2 separate regions of the Zea mays genome follow, and region 1 is linked to region 2. The links are chromatin contacts, called in public Hi-C maps. All regions are on one chromosome and are shown on one strand. Each heading gives the region's core, a stretch centred on a gene start, on an enhancer-like site or on the middle of the called end of the contact. The rest is flanking DNA. Distances are from core to core; before and after follow the strand shown. Region 1 holds the start of LOC100383575. Region 2 holds the start of LOC103650707 (sporulation-specific protein 15).

Evidence for each region. A called contact is a pair of places that touch in the nucleus more often than the background predicts.
Region 1: a contact with region 2 is called in a Hi-C map of endosperm, with 3 times the contacts expected there. The contact joins the promoter of LOC100383575 here to the promoter of LOC103650707 in region 2. A contact is called at or near these places in 2 of 25 Hi-C or Micro-C datasets (endosperm and leaf).

What each region holds. Positions count from the first base shown.
Region 1 is chr3:148,808,654-148,815,135 of Zm-B73-REFERENCE-NAM-5.0, reverse strand. It overlaps LOC100383575, which reads right to left and starts at 4,458. Exons shown (of 13, transcript NM_001176223.1): 1 at 4,211-4,458; 2 at 3,974-4,125; 3 at 3,505-3,596; 4 at 3,261-3,374; 5 at 2,471-2,801; 6 at 1,453-1,632; 7 at 1,224-1,304; 8 at 815-1,033; 9 at 570-712; 10 at 1-21. The coding sequence starts at 4,361.
Region 2 is chr3:148,565,230-148,571,992 of Zm-B73-REFERENCE-NAM-5.0, reverse strand. It overlaps LOC103650707 (sporulation-specific protein 15), which reads left to right and starts at 2,427. Exons shown (of 11, transcript XM_008676274.3): 1 at 2,427-3,016; 2 at 6,259-6,417; 3 at 6,604-6,763. The coding sequence starts at 6,340.

The DNA of each region.
Region 1 (6,482 bases), core at 3,209-5,708, 240 kb before region 2:
AATAGCCGGTGTTCTGAACGGCTGGATGTCCATAAATGTCCCAACAAAAACAAAGGAAAAAAGGGGGGGGGAGTTTAGTCATATTTGATTAGACACTAGACAGCATAAAAACTCAAAGAACTCAGCATGTAATTTTGTGTTACCGAAATAAAACCATGTGTATCTGTAGCCTACAGGAATTCACAATCATTAACATTATCCCATTCATCCGATCCAAGTGGCCCAAAGTTAAGGTGGGAGTTCTCTCATCCCCTCTCGTAACTGAATCTAGTCCAGTAAAAAGGTGGAGAAGAGGATGAGGGAATTCCCACCTCTCACTTGGGTCACTCAAATTGGATCTGAGGGATGAGATTGAGTTTATGCACATGTGCACCAATATACTCTTGTCCAGTTGTGCACCTAATACTTCCTCTTAAAGGATAAACTCAGCTATTAACTAAATAACACAAATATTACATAACACTGCTCAGGCTTACTATATATTGTAGAAGTAGAAGTAAAAAAAGGTATTTTCAACGCCAGTAATTTAAGCATCAATAATAAAAATGTCTTATACTAAAATTCCATACCTTGTTAGCATGCGATAGGGCTCTCTAAGATCTTTTGTAACAAGATCATCAATAAGAGTTCCTATATAACTGCTTTCCCTCTCAAGAATAATTAATGATTTCCCATCAGAATGCCTAGCTGCATTGATTCCAGAAATTATACCCTATATACAGCAATCAGCAAGTTTAAGATCCAGCAAATCTAGTCCAACCAACCATACAAACTGCAATTAGCTAATGAAGAACAAGCAGAACAATGAATAAACCTGAGCTGCAGCTTCTTCGTATCCCGTTGTTCCATTTATCTGGCCAGAGAAGAATAAACCCTCAATCTTCTTTGTCATAAGTGATCTTGAGCATTGATATGCGGGTAAGTAATCATATTCAACTGCATATGCAGGTCTTAGCATTAGACAGTTCTCCAGCCCTGGTATAGTTCGCACAAGGGACAATTGCAATCTCTCAGGAAGCCCAGTAGAAAAGCCCTAATGAAGATGTATAAATAATCATAATTAGTAGGTTTCTCATCTTAAAAAGAAGGGTTTGGTTGAGCAATATTACACAGACATTACTTTCACAAACAAATGGGGACAAGCAGAAAAGAAGCACAATATATGCCAATGTTGACCAAAGAAGGGGAGAATCGCGAATGGAGATAGGGAAGGAGGAACATACCTGTAGATATAGTTCAGGAACATTTCTACCCTCAGGTTCAAGAAAGATCTGATGAGACTCTTTATCTTTGAACCTTACAATCTGCAACAAGGGTTAGTGGGTACATCAGTCGTTGTAGGTATAGTACTTAATTTTTTGCAAGAAAAAATACAAGTTCTGTTGGCAATCCAATAATCAAAATAAAAGAAGTTTGCCATGTAACAAACCAACAAGGTCCATTATACATTACCTTGTCTTCAATTGACGGGCAGTATCTTGGTCCCTTCGCTTCAACCCAACCACCATAAGTTGGTGTTTCATCTAAGTTGTCGATAACAATTTGGTGCGTCTCTTTTGTAGTTCGTGTTAGATAGCAGCACATCTGTTCTCTCTCGACGTGAAATTCAGGATCAAAACTAAACCAACCTACCTGTTTCAAGAGGAACCATCCTTTTATCCCCCCAAAAATGTGTAACACAAAAGTAACTTGAACTTCAAGCTTAACCATCCTGACAAGCCCTACATTCTAAAAATGCAACTGATTTCCTTTACCATATGGACCTGCAAGGTTTACAGCATATACTAGATGCAGGAAATGTCATAAAACTCCTGTGGGAGAATACACCTCCGTGTAGTCGAAATGGTGGGAACAGCTAGTGAACTCATATTGATTATTCTCTGTAAGTTTGCCAGTGTACTTAATTCAAGGCTTCTTTTGATCTTACACATGCAAGGAACACTCTTCATGGCATAATTTCTTATAAGATTTATAAACTACAGAAACCAATTAGAGAGAAACCACTATAACTGGACCATTTCAAAAGCACGATGCTGCTATATCTAGCTGCTCCCTCCGCCTCCACAATTATTGTCAGTTTGGACAATGTTAGAGGTCAAAATTTTAGAGCTTCGGCTATCAATAAATTTTCAAATATTTAGTTTGAATTTGAAGATACTAAGACAACATATACAGATTAGTCTTGCAAAGTACTTTAAGAAACTGACATATTTGCTATTTTGTTGTATATGCTGTAATAATAAAACATAGTCAAAGTTATATTTTGGGCGACAAGAACTACAGAACTAGAGGGAATACTTGATACAGAATTGCAGCATTTAATTTGAAAGTACTTATCTTGTTCTTTGCTTTGACATGCATTATACAATGCAAATCAAAATGAATAGAAAAGACAGTAATGAAAAGCTATTGCATTATTGAATATGCATTTCTCAATATAAGTGGGAAAATTCTGTTCTGTACTATATACCTCTTCATCACCATGCTGGGGTTCCAATCCAGAAAAATCAACTGTTCTGCGATCAATTCGTGGTGGTGTACCGGTTTTCAAGCGGTCAGTTTCAAAACCCAGAAACTGCAAGTTTTCAGTTAGTCCATGAGAAGCTGACTCTCCAGCTCGCCCAGCAGGCATTGATGTCCTACCAACCCAAATCTTACCACTCATGAATGTTCCGGTGGTAAGTACAACAGATGGTGCATAAAAGTCCATGCCGAAGAAAGTGCGAACACCCTCAATGCTGTCATTTTTTCCAATTAAAACCTCTGTAGCCATTGCTTCTCTAATGAAAAGGTTTTCTGTGCTGAAGCATAATACACAAAATAGTCAATAAGCAATGTGAAATCTATCACAATACATGCGATCAACGATAAGAAATATCAGCAAAGCATGACAAAAGTTGGCAAGCAGAAAAAAATGCTAAACTCTTATGTCAGAAGATTAAAATATTTACATCTACCTTGAGTGTTTTTTACTACATTGAGAACTTAAGACTAGTCATGCAGAACCATGGTCTTAATACAGTAACAACAATATCTGGTGCCAAATTTTGAGAAGGTGTCATGTTTGATATAGTTTAAACCAAAGATCACAATTTTGTGAGTACAACCTAAGAAGCTCTGAAATGATGATCAAATTAACATAACTTAAATGAGGTCAGCTAAACGAAACATATTCAGAAATTATGTAGCACTAACCACTTATGGAGGCGCCAGACAAGATTACAAATCCAAGTAAAGTTAGCAACTTAGTATACACTGACCTTTCCACACTGTTCTTCATCTCTATTGCATACTCTCTCTTATCAGTCTGAGCACGCAGTGCACGTACAGCAGGGCCTTTTGAGCTGTTCAGTACACGCTTTTGCAAGTAGCACCTATCAGAAGAAGATGCAATCAGTATGCTAAGATATCTTTGTTGATTAACTAGCAATCAAAATCTGGACTCTCAGCCATTTGCACTCAGAGAAACTCATTCTCCAGACAACAAGACGTTTGAACTCGTACCTATCAGTAATTTTTCCAATTTCACCACCAAGGGCATCTACCTCATGGACAAGTTGAGACTTCGCAGGGCCACCAACAGCAGGGTTACAAGGCTGGGTAGGGCAGAAGATGAGTTGAAGCAGAACCACACTTCTAATACTAAAATTTAAATGGAATTCATTGACAAAGAATGTTTCCTTATAGTTATAGGCTATAGCATACTAAGATATGCAACATAATAATCAAAAACCATCTCTTCAGTTTCTATTGTCCATTCATACCTTGGAACAGAATCTGTGCCCTACAAAAATGCTATCACAGGTGAGATTTCACATTGCTAAATTTCTACACTGCAGGGTTTGATGGATCGATTCTTCATATAAGGGACATGATTTTTATTATGTGGCATCAGGAGTCAATGTTCAAGTAATTTCAGTCATGAACTTGACTAGAATATCTACCATCGGGGCAAAGTTAGCTCAGCGCAGACCTGCCACGCAATCCGGTCAATGTTGAGCGTAAGAAGCAGGGTGCGCGCGCCGAGGCGAGCCGAAGCAAGGGCGGCCTCGCATCCGGCATGGCCGCCTCCGACCACAATGACGTCGTACCGCTCCTGGCGCGGATCCAACCGGCCGATCGAATCTAGCACCACAGAAGAAATTTGGCAGTAAGCACCTCTTCTCCGTTTCTCGCCAGCATCAGTCAAAGCTGTGAAAAAGAGCTTTACCCTTGGCGGCGGCGGAGAGGCGGCGGCGCGGAGGGGGGCGCCAGCGCGGCAAGGGGATGAGTCGGCGGAAGGAAGTGGAGGGGAGGAAGGAAGAGAGGGTTGTGGCCGCCGCGGTGGACGGGTGCCGCGGCGGGCGGAGGCGGAGCAGCATGGCCGCCGAGGAGGAAGGCGGATGCTGAGGACGAGCTATCTCTTCTCTTCCCAACCCAACATCAGAAACCCGCCCACGCCCAGCCGAGAAATTTGTCAAAACAGGTCACTCTAGTCGTCGTTCTTCAAAATACACTGTTGGGAGGCCGGCGGGTTACTCAAACATGGTTGCTCTTCAAAACGGATCAGGAAGGCTTTTGGTGTTTCTGGCAGGTAGGCCCGTGTCTTTATGTGCCGCTTTTGCTCTTACGCCTGAACGCAACGCCGTCTCCTCCCGTCTCATCTCTCCATTTCCTTTCTTCTCTTCTCTGCCTCTTTTCTCTGGACGACGCGGCCACACTCAACGGCGAACCCTTTCTTCGCTGCGGCACATCGGCGACGTTGACGACGACCTTCTTCCCTTTTCAGGTGATCTTCCCATTTCCCTCTGTATCCTTTCTCTTGCCCTTTCCCTACACTCTGTAACCTTTTCTCTTCCTACACAGACGGATGTGAGCCGGCGTCGAGCTGGTGGAAATAGGGGGTCGTCCAAGCCTGTGATATCCTGTCGCGCCACTTCCTTCTGCAGGTAACATATCCCCTCCCCTCTGTCGCAGCTCTTGTGGCAGCACCTTATTTTGCAGCATCTGTTTCATCATTATGTGTAATAATTTGTGCTAACACTAGAAATAGGTGGTGATAATTGCGTGTTCGCATCATGGATGGTAATGATGATGACACCATGTCTATTGACTGAAGTAGCTTTATTATTGAGAATGCTGAAAATAAGGATAATGGGGATCAGGGTGATATGTTTAGAATCTGTGATGAGGATGAGATGTATGTGTTCTTGGGACTTGGAGATGAGGATGAGGAGATGAATCGAACCCACCTAGAACCAAGTAACTTTGCATCTCATTTTAAATCGGAAAGTAATAGTTTTGATCCAAGTGATCTAGATGCTGCCATGCCAGTTGATGATGAAAATGCAGAAATGGTCAACATATTGCACGATGATGATCACCCTGATCTGAAGTTGGGTACTCTATATCCATCGATGAAAGAGTTTAGACTAGCTGTGAGGCAATATGCTATAAATGAGGAGTTTGAGCTTGGAATAACAAAGTCGGATAGAAATAGATATAGAGTGTACTGCAAAGGGAATGATTGCACATGCCCTTGGAAACTGAATGGTTCTACAAGACCGGATTCTAGTGTTATGGTACTAACCTTTTCTTCTGTTTCTCTCCAATTGTATAATTTAGTTCACATAAGTTGGTGTTACTTACATCGTTATTTTGTTTTGAAGGTTGTTGTCTTAGTGAATTAGCATAAATGTGCTTCAAGCAGCCGGATAAGTTATGGGAATGCCAATCAAGCTTGGGTAGCTCAGAAGGCTTTGCAAAAGAGGTTACAAGACACTTACAACTATAGGGTCAGTTATGATGTGACTTGGAAAGGAATGCAGGAAGCTTTAAAAGAGATATATGGCAATTGGGATGATAGTTTCAGTATGTTGTATAGGTGGAAGGAAGAAATTTTGATAAAAGCCCCTAATAGTGTGGTGGAGATAGACACCCAAGTTGTAGATGAAAAGGTGTACTTCCATAGATTTTTCTGTGCACTTGAGCCTTGTATAGAAGGGTTTCGTGCTGCGTGTAGGTGAAAGGGAAATAGGCTTTAAACCTTTTCCTAAATGATTTTGGTGATTGAATGTCCAACACAAACAATTGGACTAATTAGTTTGCTCTAGATCATATGTTCTACAGGTGCCTAAGATTCAACATAAAACCAATAAAAAGAACAAGACAAGAGTCAAGATAAAAGGAGCAAAGGGGCAACCGAAGGCACCCCTGGTCTGGCGCACCGGACTGTCCGGTGTGCCACCGGACAGTAAACAGTACCTGTCCGGTGCACCAGGAAACGCAGACTCAAACTCGCCCCTTTCGGGAAAGTCTGGGGCCGGCGCGCTATAATTCACCGGACTGTCCGGTGTACACCGGACAGTGTCCGGTGCTCCAACGGAACGCGGCCTCAGGAACTCGGCAGCCTCGGGATTTCACGAAGACTGCTCCGCTAAAATTCACCGGACTGTCCGGTGTGCACCGGACTGTCCGGTGTGCCAGCGGAGCAACGGTCATCT
Region 2 (6,763 bases), core at 1,178-3,677:
CGCAATCCATCAAAGGCTATTCCCGCCAGTTGTTTATCTGTTAAATGAATTTGAAAGCATTGGTTTCTCGTATCCCGTAATCTCTGGATGTAATCACTAACCGATTCATCCTTTTCTTGTCGTAGGGCTACTAAGTCTACTAAATCTAGCTCATAATCGCCAGAGAAGAAATGTTCATGAAATTTTTGTTATAGATCTCCCCACGACAAAATGAAGTTAGGAGGGAGCGTGGCATACCATGTGAATGCAGTTCCTGTTAAAGATAATGAAAATAAACGGACTCAGAATGCTTCAGTGTCGGCTAATTCTCCTAACTGTGCTAAGAACTGGTCTATGTGCTCACGCATGCTCTTTTCTTGGTCACCCGAAAACTTTGCGAATTCAGGTATTCTGGTCCCTTGTGGGTATGGGAGCCGGTCAAACTGGCTATCATAAGGTCTCCGATATGACTGCCCCCCGGGGACTATACTAACTCCGAGCTTATCTCGGAACGCCCCAGCTATTTCCTCCCTTACTATATCGATGGCAGCCGGTGGGAGACCACCGGCTCTTTGATCCAATATGGGTGAGTTTGTTTGAATGTTGGTATGTTGTTTTCCTCCCCATTGGTTTGGGTTTTGCGGCGCGTTAATGCATGCCCTATGAGGTTCATAGGACTAGCCATTCCTTTCTGGCCCTCTAGGGGCCGGAAAGTACTCACTCTCACGGGTTTGATAGATTATATTATGGTGATGGTGTGTCATATGGTGAGATGAGGAGTCTAGCTGGGACGGATACGGAGTTGGATATCCATCCTCCTTAAAAAAAATTTGTGCCGGACCGTCCGGTTAAATACGCGGACTGTCTGGCCCCGTGTGCGGACTGTCCGGCCATGTGACCGGACCGTCCGACATTATATTCGGTCTGTCTGGCGCCATATGCAGACGGTCCGAATGGGCTATCTAGGGATTGCACGGCATGTGGCGGCTTGGGTGCAGGTCTCGGTAATTCGCTTCTAAAAATGGGATCGGTCGCCGCTGGCCCGGACGGTCCGCGCCCACGTGCGGACGGTCCGGACATGCGCAGATCGACAAATTTATCGTCGATGTGCGTGGGAGGCTGTCGTTGCCTAGGGTACATGTCCATCGGCATCCCATAAAGGGGTTGTGACTGGTCGTGACAACCTGTAGCCGATGAATTATGTGTGTACTCCATCAATTCAACCTCGTGCGAAGGAAGATTTGCCATAGTAGACTTATCAAGCACACGCACTAGCCTTTCATGATCATTTTGTATATCATCTACGATACGTTGCAACTGTTCTCGCTGTTCGTCTATGTAAGCTTTAAGAGATTGGAGTTCGTTGGTGCTACTTACATTGGGGGTAATTGTAGTAGGTCGGAGCGAAGCCAGATCTGTCGCCCGTTGCCGAACGATTTTGTTGTTCCTGTCCACTTTGAAGTCGGCCAGGAACTTCGCCTTTGCTTCTTGGATCAGCTGCTCCTGGCGCTCCTCGAACAGGAGCTATTCTTCAGCCGGCAAGGTTTCCCATGTCGGTGTGATGATATTGCTGGTGGAAACTTCAGAGCTATCCTTTGAACCGGCCATTGAGGGCCGATTTGATGTGTCTATATTCGCTGTCCCCAGCGGAGTCGCCAAAAAGTATGTTGACGCCTTTTTGGAGCGCCAAACACTCAACAAGAACCGTGGCGGTGCCTTCTGCACAGGGGCGGACGGTCCGCGCGCAGGGGCCGGACGGTCCGCGGCCTAGTGCGAGGCGCGGCGGTGCTCTCTGCACAGGGGTGGACGGTCTGGGGCCGGACGGTCCGCGCGTACGCAGGGGCGGCGGAAGATCGCCGGCGGCGCCTGGATCTCGCTCCCGGGAAGGACCCCGTCGGGGAGGAGAGATCCTAGGAGTTGTCTAGGCTCGGGCCGGCCGACCTAGACTCCTCTAATCGACGTAGAGTCGAAGAGAGGCGGAGAATTTGGAGATCGAGAGGCTAAACTAGAACTAGACTAGAACTACTCCTAATTGTACCGAAAATAAATGCGAAATAGAAGTTGTATTGATTCGATTGCTGATTACAAATCGGCCGTATACCTCTCTATTTATAGAGGAGGAGGGCTGGACCCTTTACAAACAAACTTCACCAGCTAATTCCGAGAATCTAGCCAACAAACACAGCAAAAAACTCGGAACCCTAATCTATTCTGCGCACGCGCGGATCGTCCGGCCTCAGGGCCGGACCGTCCGCCCTCTCTTTTTGGTGTCGAACACTAATCTAATTGGTTTGAAAACGGGTAGAATGGGCTACCCAAACCTAAACCCAAAAAATTCGGGTACCCAAATTAACGGGTATACAATATAGTCACACTGCCTTCGAGTATCATTTCTAGAAACCCGAAATTTAGAAAGCCCAAAAAAACCCGATCCGAATTTTCGGGCTAACCCAAATGGCCACACTGAGCTCCATCCCGTAGCCGTGGTGAGGACCTCCGCCGTCGTCAGCTTAGGTGAATCCGCTGCCCCTTTTCTCCTCCCTTCACCAGATCCGTTTCTGCTCCTCCCTTCAACGCTGCACCCAGCTTGCCCATCAATGAAGCGATAATCAATCATCAATGATTGTGCTACTCGCTTGCTCCGGTGCTCCCCTCCCCTCCCCCTCCCTAACCTGCCTGCCCCGGTAAGCAACCCAACCAACGGCGCTAATATCGGCTGGCTTTGGCGGTCTGTCTTACGTCCTTCTCTCTCTCCCAGTCTCCCGTTCTCAGGTCATTGGCTCATTGCTTGCTGCTAACACTAACACCAACCCCCCAAGCAGTTCAAAGTACTTGCCTTGCCTTGTCTTGTCTGCTCCAGTAATCTCTCTCTCGCCTCCCCAACCACTCCTTTAAACCCGAGCTATCAGCGCTAGGCGCCGCGGCGGAGGCGACTGCGTTCGCGCCGCCGGCATGCTCCAGCGCGGCAGAGCTGTCTCGCTTGCTGTACTGAGTTCAAGAAAGGAAGAAGGGCGAAGCTGATCTTCCGAAAGCCAAGGTTTGCACGAATGCTCTGCTTTTCCTCCCTTCTCCTTTCCTTTCCTTTCCTTTCCCCTGGTGAGATCGATGGGGACCGAGGCTACTCCTTCCTCCTCGCAGCCCCAGAGCGGGGGCGGATGCTTTTGGATCCGTCGATATTTCCGCGCAAATCTCTTCTTCCCTGCCAAATGCTCCATGTTTCGAGGGGTGCGGCGTTACCTCCGGCGACCGCCCCGTTGCGCTCTCTGGATCCTTGGAACAAAAATTCGAGACTTCGTGGTTGCCATTAGCAGGGTGAGAAAATTTCTAAATGACTGGGGTCTGCTGCTATGTCCGGTGGATCTGAATGCGCTGCGTACATTTTATTTTCGTGAAATCTTATAGCGTTTTGGACAAGGGATTGTTGGCAGGTGTACTGTTGGGGAGCTGTTCGATGCAAACAAGGTGCGGGCTTCTCCCAGCAATTGTCAGCTGTCAAAGTGGATAGTTTATTTGGGGCGAGTGTTCTCTTTTTAGGATCCGTAGAATTTGGTTTGTCAAAGCCACCCTTGTCCGATGTGCATCCCTGATCAATATTGAGGGCAAAGCCCCAAAAGTCGTGGCCAAAATTTTCTTGTACCAAAAGCTGTCTCCACATTAAAAACATCTGCATTTTGGGATGCTGCAGTCGTAGCATTCAATCCTGTAGTGGTGCATTGGTTCTGGGCCCTGCGTGAGATGTAAATTGGAAGCCTGCCTTGGCTTTTTTGAGGGTTTGGTGGATCTGAGTTGATTAAATAGAGCTTTTGTTGTTAGCTGGAAATGCTTTTGGTTGGTCATATGTACAATGCTGATGGGTGGGCCCTTAGACGGTATATCTTTAGTTGAAAGACGAGAGCATTTTCGAGCTAACATTGAGTTTCCAATATTTTGCTGATGATTCAGTGGATCCTTTGGTTCGACGCTTATGCTTTAATGGGTTATTATTAGCCAGGCATGACATTTTTTAAAGCACAACTTTTTTATGATTCTTCACTGAAACATCTGAGCTTCTGGACAGAATTGGATTCTTTTTTCTTCTTTTTGACAGTGGGAGCTTTGCTGGTAATAACGGTACTCTTGGTTTGTCAATTTCTTCTGGTTGGATCTGAGCCAGCCAAGTCACTGATGCTTAGTTTTTTTGGGTCTATGCACATCAACTTCCCAGTGTAAGAATGCTAGCTTGTGTACGAGGACAGAGGGTGTTGTTTGTCTTAGAATCATCTAGATCCTTTTTCTTGGGGTGTGGTAAGTCAGTTCTGCTAGTAGTGAGTCTGCTGATATCAGACCTTATTTCATTGTCTTCTGAAGGTCGACCACATGTCTTTTCCTGTTGATATATGTGGTTAACTATGGAAGATTGTACTTTGCAATACAACACAATAATATCGCTAACACTCTAGGCTTTGTGGCGTATCCAGGATCCACTAGTCCTTAAGCGAGCCTATGTAGGAGCTACACAGGCACTCATGGAAATCTTTTCTGATGGCTTTCATGTGTACCCTCGAACCTCTTATATGATTATATTACACCATGAGAGCTGCTTGTAATACTGAATTTTATTGGGCAGGAAACTTTCTAGGTGCTTGAAACCTAAGCCTAGTTTTGTTCAGTTAGGTGTAATAGTGCATTCGGCTTAATCCAATATTGCAAATATTATAAGATAAGATGTTCAATATAGCACCAATTTTATTCTTAGATTACCCTTTTGGATAAAGTTCGCAATAAACACGTTACTGACTATTTTATCCTATCCAGTGACCATTGCCAGCTGCATATATCCTTCACACGTTATTGACAAGGGGGAAAATCATACATCTAGTGAGGACATGTAAAACCAAACATCCAAGTTTCAGATCTAAGGAGGGGGATGTAGATGCATTGGGCCTCACATGGAGGAGCTGGGCGATGGAAGTGGACTAGTGACTTTGGTTGATGGTGTCTGTCTCTGAACGATGCATGCTAACAGCCTCGTGTGTTGGTGTGTGCGTCCAGCTGTCTAAAAGGGTATGGGAAACAGTGAGGAGTGGCTAAGCGGAGTGGGTGAGAGGGGTGGTGGGCAGCAGCCAGCAGGGAAAACCTAATCACCCATGTCAAGAGCGAGAACCTAGAGGAGTTGGGCATAGCGGTATAGCAGAGAGAGGTTATTGGGGGCTTCTGAGTGAGTGGGGGGGGGGGAGTGGTGGAGCTAGGCTTTAATGGAAGCCTGGGCATCACAGGCTGCCGTGCAATCCTAATCCATCCTGCCATAATTTAAACTCTGCCTAAAATATGGTTAGCCATCGGTCAGCCCCCCTCCGATCTAGCACCATTTTCAAGGACCGTGTCCAAGCAAAGGACGCCCACCATAGCTGCATTGAGAGCTAGCCAATGAACGTGATAAAGCGTGACCTACAGCGTAAGCGTCAGCTCCTCAACATCAGTTTCGGCGGCCACAACATCATCCGCCACACGAAATCGAGGCCTGCAAGCTCCAACGCCACCGTGAAGCCGAACACCAGCTCCTCCAAAAGGAGTGAAAATGAGCACCAGCTCCTCCAAAAGCAGCACATGCCTACTGGTTCCTCTTCGAGCTCCATATGTGATGTCTCCGTACTGGTTTCTCCTCGAGCTCCAACTCCATGCGTCCGTCATGAAGCAGCAAACGGCGGAGCCCGGGCACGTGCCCAGGCTCGCCAGGCTGTGGCTCCGGCACTGGCTCCACTTAATTCCTACCAGGAGCTAATTGATATAGGCATATAGCGCAACTTGACATTGTTCTCAGATTCTCATGGGGAAATTGGTTTTGAGAGCGGTACTAGACATGCCTTCAGTGTACGTAGATTTTCATAAAGTGGTTCTTCTATTGATTCTTTTCTGATTTTATATCATGCTTTACTCTTGAATGGATGAACTGCACTGTTGATAAACTGGCCTTTTTCATGGACTGATATGAAACTGGAAGGGGTGTACAAATATCAACATAATTTTTTACTGATGTATAGAAATTTACCAGCCATTTGTGTTTCATGGCTTTCGTTGGTGTTTTTTCCAGATATTCACATTAGTTTATACTGTGAATATGGCAGTTATTGTTATTGCTTCATCTTTTTTTTAATGTTTTTGTTCATTGTCATAGACTCATAGTATGGTGTGTGTTTGATTGTTTCTGGTTTGCTGTGTGAATTTTACCCTTTTTTGTGTGTAAAGGGAAATGAATTACATTCATTGATGTGAAGAAGTTTGTGTTGCCTTTGCTTTCAGTCAAAAAAAGAATGCTACTCCTAACCTTGAGAGACGTTTGAACTGCAAACCTTTTCTGGGAGCTATCATTATACTATCGCAATGTCAAGGGTACCAAAATGGAAGATCGAAAAGACTAAAGTTAAGGTTGTATTCCGGCTGCAATTCCATGCCACAAATGTGAGTTCTTATACATTTACTTTAATTCTATTGTTTCTTCTTCTCTTGGTTGTTCGCAGGAAATTTTCTTTTAGCAAATTGTATTTTATTTGTTACTAGATTTGCTTGTGCAGTATGTGTGAGCATTTTTACTTGTTTCTCTTAACAGTCTTGGTTAATCTGTCACACTAATAATTTTGGTTGCAGATTCCATCAACAGGATGGGACAAATTATTTTTGTCCTTCATCTCTGCTGATACGGGAAAGGTGAGTGCAAAAACAAATAAGGCAAATGTCAGGAACGGAAGTTGCAAATGGCCGGATCCCATCTATGAAGCAACACGGCTTCTTCAGGATCCTCGGACTA